2 separate regions of the Rattus norvegicus genome follow, and region 1 is linked to region 2. The links are chromatin contacts, called in public Hi-C maps. All regions are on one chromosome and are shown on one strand. Each heading gives the region's core, a stretch centred on a gene start, on an enhancer-like site or on the middle of the called end of the contact. The rest is flanking DNA. Distances are from core to core; before and after follow the strand shown.

Region 1 (4,339 bases), core at 1,441-3,940, 140 kb before region 2:
AAAAACAGCTTGATGTTTAAAAGCGTTTGCTATTCTTTCAGAGGCCCTGGGTTCAATTTTCAGCACCCACATGGGGCTCACAACCTGTAACTCATTTCCAGGGGATCCTACACTCTTTTTGAGCACCAGTAATGCACATGGTGCACATGCAGGCAACACTCATGCACAAAAAATAAGAATAGACCTTAGGGGGAAACATCCTCTTCTTTTGCCTGTGTTCGGTATCATCCAGGTGAGTGGGTGACATGTCTAAAACTCTACGTGTTTATTCTATATCTCTAACCAGACTGTCACCTCTTGGGTGTCATGGATGCAGCCTCACTCTTTGATCCTGCCACAATTACTGCTATGCAGTCAAGCATGGAATTTATTATCGTTCAAAATACATAGTGAGAAAGGCAACCAGACCAAAGCATCACAGTTGGTATGGGATCTGATTTCCTGCCAACTGCACATTTCCCAGACCCTAAGAGCCCTGTGTGTTTATGACATTAAGATCACTGCCATTAAGACGGAGCAGAGACTGAGGGAACGGCCAACCAATAACGAGCCCAACGTGACACCCATCCCATGGGCAAGCACCAATCCCTGACACTGTTAATGATACTCTGTTGTGCTTGCAGAGAGGAGCCTATCTAATTGTCATCTGAGAGACTCCACCCAGCAGTTGACTACAACAGGTGCAGAGACCTGCAGTCAAAAACTGGGTGGAGCCCTGAAGTCTTATAGAAAAGTTGGGGGAAGGATTGAGGGCCCCAAATGGAATAGAAACTCCACAGGAAGCAGACCAACACAGTGAACTAACCTGGACCCTTTGGAAGGGGGTGGTCTCAGAGACTGAACTAGAAACCAAAAAGCATACACAAGCTGGACCTAGGCCTAGCACATGCATAGCAGAGGTGCTGCTCAGTCTCCATATGGGTCCCAAACAACCAGATCGGGGGCTATCTCAAAAACTGCTGCCTGTCAATGGGATATGTTCTTCTAGCTGGGCTACCTTGTCTGGTCACAGAGGAAGAGGGTGTGTCTAGCCCCACCCAGACTTGATGTGTTAGGGTGGGGAGGATAACCAGGAAGCCTCCACCCCTTCAGAGGAGAAGGGGAAGGGATAAGGCACACCCAAATTAATTAATCAACAAATTTAGTAATTAATTAATTAATGGGAAGTTAACATGGGACTTTGAGTGTCCCCCGAGTAAGTTAATAATTAATTAATTAATTAATTAATTAATTAGAAAATATCACCTTCACTGCAGGGGAAAGATGCTGCATTGTGGATGCTACCACCACTCCCTGGAGGTCTGTGGGCTGTGGTGGCCCTGGCTGGGAGAGGGAGTCAATTACTTTTTGGGATAGTCACTCCTGAGTTCAAGTTATGACAAATAGTCCCCACCGGTGATCAGGAAGTTGCCAGCATCTCACCTTTCATTCACCAACCCTCCCACCTGAACCTAGAGCTCAGAAAACATCCATCCTTTGTCTTCATACTAAGCGATCTCCAAGAAATAAACTCCACATCAACCCACCCCTGAACAACCCTAACTAAACTCGGTGGGTAAAAACCAAAAGGGACATCAAGGTAGGAAGAGAATGTTGGCCAAATGAAGGGTTTCTGAGGCAGAGAGAGGGAAAGGAGGAAGGATCACAGATGTCAAGATCCAGTATATGTGTACATTAAATTGCCAGTGGATTTCTTAAAATAAATCAAATAGGATGTTGGCTCAACCTTTCTCACACATGGGATGCATGTGTTTAAAACACATGTGGCAGGGTGAAGTGACACACTTGTCATTTGGAGGCTAAGGCAGGAGAATCATGAGTTGGGAGCCAACCTTTAAAAAAAAACACACACAGAGACCCCGTGTCAAAAATAAATTAACATAACTGAATTTGCCATTGATGTTGGGGAGCAGGAATCTTTTAAAAGCTGGGGGTAACAAATACAAGGTTCAAGAGTATAATCTCCACAGCCACAGCGGCAGACAAAAGGGTAGATCGCTCAGATCTCAGGTAGGATCACGGATACTGATTATTAGTAAGTAGCAATTAAACATGAAACTCCATGTACGAAGCACCAACATAGAAGCTGGTAGGTAAATGCCAAGCCAGCTGCTGGAATAAACATTCCCACCCATCCCTCCTCCTGTCCTGCCTCTCTTTCCCTTTGTCCTGGAACACCTCTTGTTGGCAGAAGCAAACCTGAATGTTGATGCCTCTGCTATTTTTCTTTCTCTTCTGGAATGGACAAACCCCAAGGAGTGAAATTCTACCGCTTATACCTCAACACCTCTACACCGCTCGCCCTCTAAGTACAGTGCCCCCACACAATTCCAACATTGCAAGATTTGCCATCCACCACAATAAGCATCTTACCCTCCCCTTAGCAACCTTCTCACCTGAACCTACACCCTGGAAGGAGTCCCTTGCTCTTCCTGCTCAGTGACCTCCAAGAGGAAACAAGGGAACCTCCAAGAGGAGGGCCAGGCCCTGTGAATGTCTCACCTGCATGAAGGAATTGAGGAGGCCCCCTCTGTCCAACTGCAGGAGGTTCCCCAAGAGGGGAAGGGGACGAGGTCCTGGTGGGAAGTTGCCACGGGACTTTGGGTGTCCCCTGACTAAGAGTAACAAGAAGCCCACGAGGAGAGCAAGGAGGAGCAAGATACTGGGCTCCATGGTCCTGGTGTAACCACGGTAGACTTCAGTGCATGCTCTCCAGCAGGATCTTTTATGCTGAATCCGCCCCTCCACTCAGTTATGCAACTTCAGATGTTCACGCCTCCTGCTTTAGCTATTCACTCCTCATTCCCTTACCCACACCATAGATGTTGGCAAGGACACCACGAAACAGATACACAGGACAAAAGGGCACTGGGACTTAGGCCTCTTGTTTTATGGGGATGGGTGTGCACTTGTCAGCTCAGTTTTGTCAGCTCTGTTTACTTACTAGGGCATGGGATTGTGTGTGTGCGTGCACGCTATATGCTTTTTCTATGTGAAAGATCATTTCTGATATAAACGTACAGATGTATATTTCTTTGTCTGAGTCTAGATGCACTGGGTGGTCTATTCTTGCATGTCTAGGGTGTATTTACATGTATAATCTTAAATTATGGAGGCTTCTCTGTATGTTCTTTGTGTCCTGGGTACATGTGATTATGTTTGAGTTGACAAGAATAGTATCCCATGATCCTGTGCTTGTCTCCGTCTGTTGGTTCCCTGTCCCTGTCTTTGAAAAGTCTACAAATGCAATTTCTGCAGAGTCCCCATTTCACTCTCTGGCCCATGGTAGCCAGAGATGGGAGAATGCAGAGGAAAAGAAAGGAAAGGCAAGAGATTCAGGAGCAGGGAGGCTCAGGAGTCAAATGGAGAGAGAGGCTGAAACCTGGCAGAGAAGCAGTTGGGGCCCCTGGGTCTCTGGGTTAGCTAACTTTTGTGTCAACATGATACAAGCTAGAGTCATTTGAGAGGAGAGAACTTGAATTGAGAAAATGGATCCATAAGATCACACTACACGCAAGCCTGAAGAGCATTTTCTTAATTAGTGTTTGCATGAGGGAGGGCACCACCCACTGTGGGAAATTCCACCCCTGGACTTCTGTAAGAAAGTCTTGGGTTCTGTAAGAAATCAGGCTGAGCAAGCCCTAATGAGCAAGTCAGTGAGAAGCATCCCTCCATGGCCTCTGCATCAGCTCCTGCCTCCAAGGTCCTGCCTTGTCATCCTGCCCTGACTTCCTTGTTTGACAAACTGTAAAGTGCAAGCAAAATAAACCCTTTTCCCCAAGTTGCTTTCTGCTGTGAGGTTTTATCACAGAAATAGTGAACCTAACAAAGATAGTCTCTGAACACTGTGTCTAATGACAAATGGTTCCCTTCATCCTTCTGATTTGTTCATAGCACAGGAAGTTCTCTGACCTCCCATCTTGCTAAAAGGAATTGAACATTCTTCACCAGCCCACCACTACAGTGATAACATTAATCTATTCATAATGTGTTCTATTTGAATGTGAAATCTGTCTCAGAAGTTCATGTTTCAACACTTTGTACCCTAACTGATATTATTGGGGTGGGGGGGTGGCAGGACACTTAGAGGAAAAGCTTGCAAGAAAGAAGCAGATTGTTGATCAACCTAATGAGTCACAACTCCACTACATATAAACATATATCCTCTTCGTCCTCCTTCTTCCATCCGCCATATAGAGAAACAACCACAAGCTCCCACATCTAGACCAAAGCCCCAAATGTCATACCTCCCCTGCAATGAAACTAAGAAAAAATAAATCCTTCTTCTCAGTTGCTTTGTATCACAGGTTAGCTTTGAACTCCTGGTCCTTCTGCCTCT
Region 2 (4,389 bases), core at 1,198-3,697:
CACACACACACACACACACACACACACTGCAAAATGGAAAAAGAAAAATGTTTTTTGAAGGGGATGGGTTAGCCAAGCATTGGCATCCATCCCCCTCTGCTTCCTGACTTGGAATAACCAGTAGTCTCAAGCTCCTTCTGCCGTCTCTACCCTAGCTGTGCCCCTGAACTGTGAACCATGATAAACCAGTCCTTCTTTCAGTTGCTTGTATTGAGTAATTTTTTTACCCCAGCAACGAGACAAGTAACTGAAACACCTCCCAAATCTTAAGTGCCAATTTTTTCCCTGTTTTTTTTTGTTTTTTGTTGTTGTTGTTGTTGTTGTTTGTTTTTTGTTTTTTTGTTTTTTTTTTGAGGAAAGGTTCTCATGTAGCCCAGGCTTGGCTTGAACATGTAACCAAGAATGACTTTGAATACCTGATTCCCCTCCTTCTATACCTCAGGAGCTGTAATTACAGGCATAAGCCATAACACCAATTCTATGCAGTGTTTAGCCTCGAACCCAGGACCTCTTATATGCTATAAATACTCTACCGTGTCATCTACATCCATAACCCCAGGTTTTGCTTTGCTAGAGCCTTGCAACATTCCCCAGGACGTCTCTGTACTCCTGCACTCAAGCCATCCTCACGCCCCCATCTCCCAAGCAACTGGGAATGTAGGTGCTCTCTGCCGTGCACACAGCCCAGTAAGGATGCCCCAACCCACTTTGGGGAGTCTGAAGCAAAGTCTCACTATGTAGCTCTGGCTAACCTGGAACTCGTTGTGTAGACCAGGCTAATCTCAAATCTTTGGTGCTCCTCCTTCCTCTGCCTCCAAAATGCTGGGATTTCAAGGGTGAACCACAGCACACCTGACCCAATCTTTTCATATTCTTAACAACGGTCATACCGAAAATGGCCTTGCTGTGGCACCACGAGTCATCACTGCCTAGACATTTGCCAGGGCATTTTATAAACCAACTCCCATTCATGAGGAAATGCTAAGGCGTTTGTACAAGGTCACCAGCAAGCAGGGGTCAGAAGTGAAGCTGTGTTCCAAGTCCATACAGGAATGATAGACAGGACATCACCCTGCCTCTGACAGTCTCAGGAACTCTTGGGAACCATAGGAAGAGAAGGACCTCCCGACTGCAAGGCCCCTGTGCAAGCTGTGACTAACAGAAACACAGCGGCAATGCAGAGGAGAGAGCAGTCTTGGCTTGCAGCCTGCCTCTGTTGTCATTCCAGTCTGCTTTGCTTCCACAGCCTCTTTTGGCCGAAAGTGCCTAAGGGATTCCAAAACTCTGATAACAACTACCTCCTCCAGCCGATAACAACCACCTCTTCCAGCCGATCTGCTTCAGGAACAGGAGGCTGCAGCTGAGAGGCCCCACATTACCTCTCCCACCCATCCGCACTGTTCCACCGCACCCTCTCCTGTACTGCCTCTCCGGACCTTGTCCCTGTGTCCAACCACTGACACACAGGCCAATAACCCGCCCCCATTCATCCTCATACAGGAACCCTCATTTAATGCAGTGGGTCCCACATAAAACAAAAAGATAAGAAAGGTGGGCAGACTTGGGAGGAAGAAGGAATTCATTGGGACAGAGATAAAGCTAAGAAATAAAGAATATTATATTGTGCATGTAGATACATACATATGAAGCTCAAGTAGTGAAATAAATAACTTTTGCAACTTGATAGTGTTGTTTGGGGTGTGAACTTTGGTTTTGTTTTGTTTTGTTTTTGTTTTGTTTTTCGGAGCTGGGGACCGAACCCAGGGCCTTGCACTTCCTAGGCAAGCGCTCTACCACTGAGCTAAATCCCCAACCCCGGGGTGTGAACTTTGTACAGAACGGCATCATTTTGCAATGTCAAAGGGCTGGACTTGAGACTGGCAAAATGGCTCAGTGGATGCTCACTGCCAAGCCTGATGACCTGAATTTGATCCCCAAGACCAATAGAGTAAAAGAAGAGAACTGATTCCTACCAATTACCCTCTAACCTCAACACATACACGCCAATTAATAAATAAAATATAATTTTAAAATTGTATTCATTCTTTTTATTTTATGTGCATGAGTTTTTGGCTACATGTCTGAATGTGCACCACAAGAGTGTCTGGTGTCCTAGGGGACAGACAAGGTTACCAGATGATCCCTGGGAACTGCAACTAAGAGCAATTGTGAACTACCACATGGGTACTGAGAACCAAACCTGGACCCTCTAGAGCAGGGCTTCTCAACCTTCCCAATGCTGCAACCCTTTAACACAGTTCCTCATGTCATGGTGCCCCTCCCTCAACTGTAAAATTATTTCACTGCTACTTCTTAACTGTAATTTTGCTACTACTGTTATGAATCATACTGTAAATATGTGTGATTTAAATGGTCTTAGGGGATCGCTTTGAAAGGCTTCTCCATTTCAAATCCAGGACAAACAAGCAGACATGACCTCCATGTTCTCCTGTGAGGTCAGAATTGGACCTCTTCCAGGACCTCTTGAATGAGACTCACGAAGACAGTGATCGATGCAATAGCAAGAGGAGTTTAACTCCTACATGTCTGGGTCCTCCCACTTCAAGGAGAGATGACCCTGAGCAGACTCTGAGAGGGAGTTATATACCTTGCAAACCTGAATTCTGAGGCAGAATTCAACAACAGATAACTAGGTATTATTGATGGGATAAAGTGACCTCCAAGAAAGCATTTGACAAAATTCAACACCCCTTCATGATAAAAGTCCTGGAAAGAACAGGAATTCAAGGCCCATACCTAAACATAGTAAAAGCCATATACAGCAAACCAGTAGCTAACATTAAACTAAATGGAGAGAAACTTGAAGCAATCCCACTAAAATCGGGGACTAGGCAAGGCTGCCCACTGTCTCCCTACTTATTCAATATAGTTCTTGAAGTTCTAGCCAGAGCAATCAGACAACAAAAGGAGATCAAGGGATACAGATTGGAAAGGAAGAAGTCAAAATATCACTATTTGCAGATGGTATGATAGTATATTTAAGTGATCCCAAAAGTTCCACCAGAGAACTACTAAACCTGATAAACACCTTCAGCAAAGTGACTGGGAATAAATTAACTCAAATAAATCAGTAGCCTTCCTCTACACAAAAGAGAAACAAGCCGAGAAAGAAATAAGGGATACGACACCCTTCATAATAGTCCCAAATAATATAAAATACCTCGGTGTGACTTTAACCAAGCAAGTGAAAGATCAGTATAATAAGAACTTCAAGCCTCTGAAGAAAGAAATTGAAGATCTCAGAAGATGGAAAGATCTCCCATGCTCATGGATTGGCAGGATTAATATATTAAAAATGGCCATTTTACCAAAAGCAATCTACAGATTCAATGCAATCCCCATCAACATTCCAATCCAATTTTTCAGAGAGTTAGACAGAATGATTTGCAAATTCATCTAGATTAACAAAAAACCCAGGACAACTAAAACTATCCTCAACAATAAAAGGACTTCCAGGGGAATCACTATCCCTGAACTCAAGCAGTATTACAGAGCAATAGTGATAAAAAAAAAAAACTGTATGGTATTGGTACAGAGACAGGCAGATAGACCAGTGGAATAGAATTGAAGACCCAGAAATGAACCCACACACCTATGGTCACTTGATTTTTGACAAAGGAGCCAAAACCATCCAATGAAAAACAGATAGCATTATCAACAAATAGTGCTGGTTCAACTGGAGATCAGCATGTAGAAGAACGCAGATTGATCCATTCTTATCACCCTGTACAAAGTTTAGTTCAAGTGGATCAAGGACCTCCACATCAAACCAGATACACTCAAACTAATAGAAGAAAAAGTGGGGAAGCATCTCGAACACATGGGCACTGGAGAAAATTTCCTGAACAAAACACCAATGGCTTATGCTCTAAGATCAAGAATCGACAAATGGGATCTCATAAAACTGCAAAGCTTCTGTAAGGCAAAGGACACTGTGGTTAGGGCAAAATGGTAACCAACAGATTGGGAAAAGATCTTTACCAATCCTACCACAGATAGAGGGTTTATATCCAAAATATACAAAGAACTCATGAAGTTAGACTTCAGGGAGACAAATAACCCTATTAAAAAATGGGGTTCAGGGGTTGGGGATTTAGCTCAGCGGTAGAGTGCTTGCCTAGCAAGCGCAAGGTCCTGGATTCGGTCCCCAGCTCCGAAAAAAAATGAGGTTCAGAGCTAAACAAAGAATTCACAGCTGAGGAATGCCGAATGGCTGAAAAGCACCTAAAGAAATGTTCAACATCTTTAGTCATAAGGGAAATGCAAATCAAAACAACCCTGAGATTCTACCTCTCACCAGTGAGAATGGCTAAGATCAAAAGCTCAGGTGAAAACAAATGCTGGCGAGGATGGGGAGAAAGAGAAACA

Evidence for each region. Hi-C and Micro-C count contacts between places; a contact is called where the count stands out from the background.
Region 1: a contact with region 2 is called in a Hi-C map of liver, with 2.8 times the contacts expected there. The contact joins the promoter of Cyp2b1 here to the enhancer-like site in region 2. A contact is called at or near these places in 3 of 12 Hi-C or Micro-C datasets (hepatocytes, kidney and liver).

The regions. Positions count from the first base shown.
Region 1 is chr1:90,644,470-90,648,808 of GRCr8, reverse strand. Cyp2b1 (cytochrome P450, family 2, subfamily b, polypeptide 1) reads right to left here and starts at 2,690. Exons shown (of 9, transcript NM_001134844.1): 1 at 2,503-2,690. The coding sequence starts at 2,673.
Region 2 is chr1:90,508,214-90,512,602 of GRCr8, reverse strand. No RefSeq gene overlaps it. Among named protein-coding and RNA genes, the nearest start is that of Cyp2s1, 57 kb to the right of the region's middle. Within about 2 kb of position 2,447, at least 3 of the 93 cell types and tissues checked have an H3K27ac peak or open chromatin away from gene starts, as enhancers often do. A contact at or near this core is called in hepatocytes and liver, where this site is marked.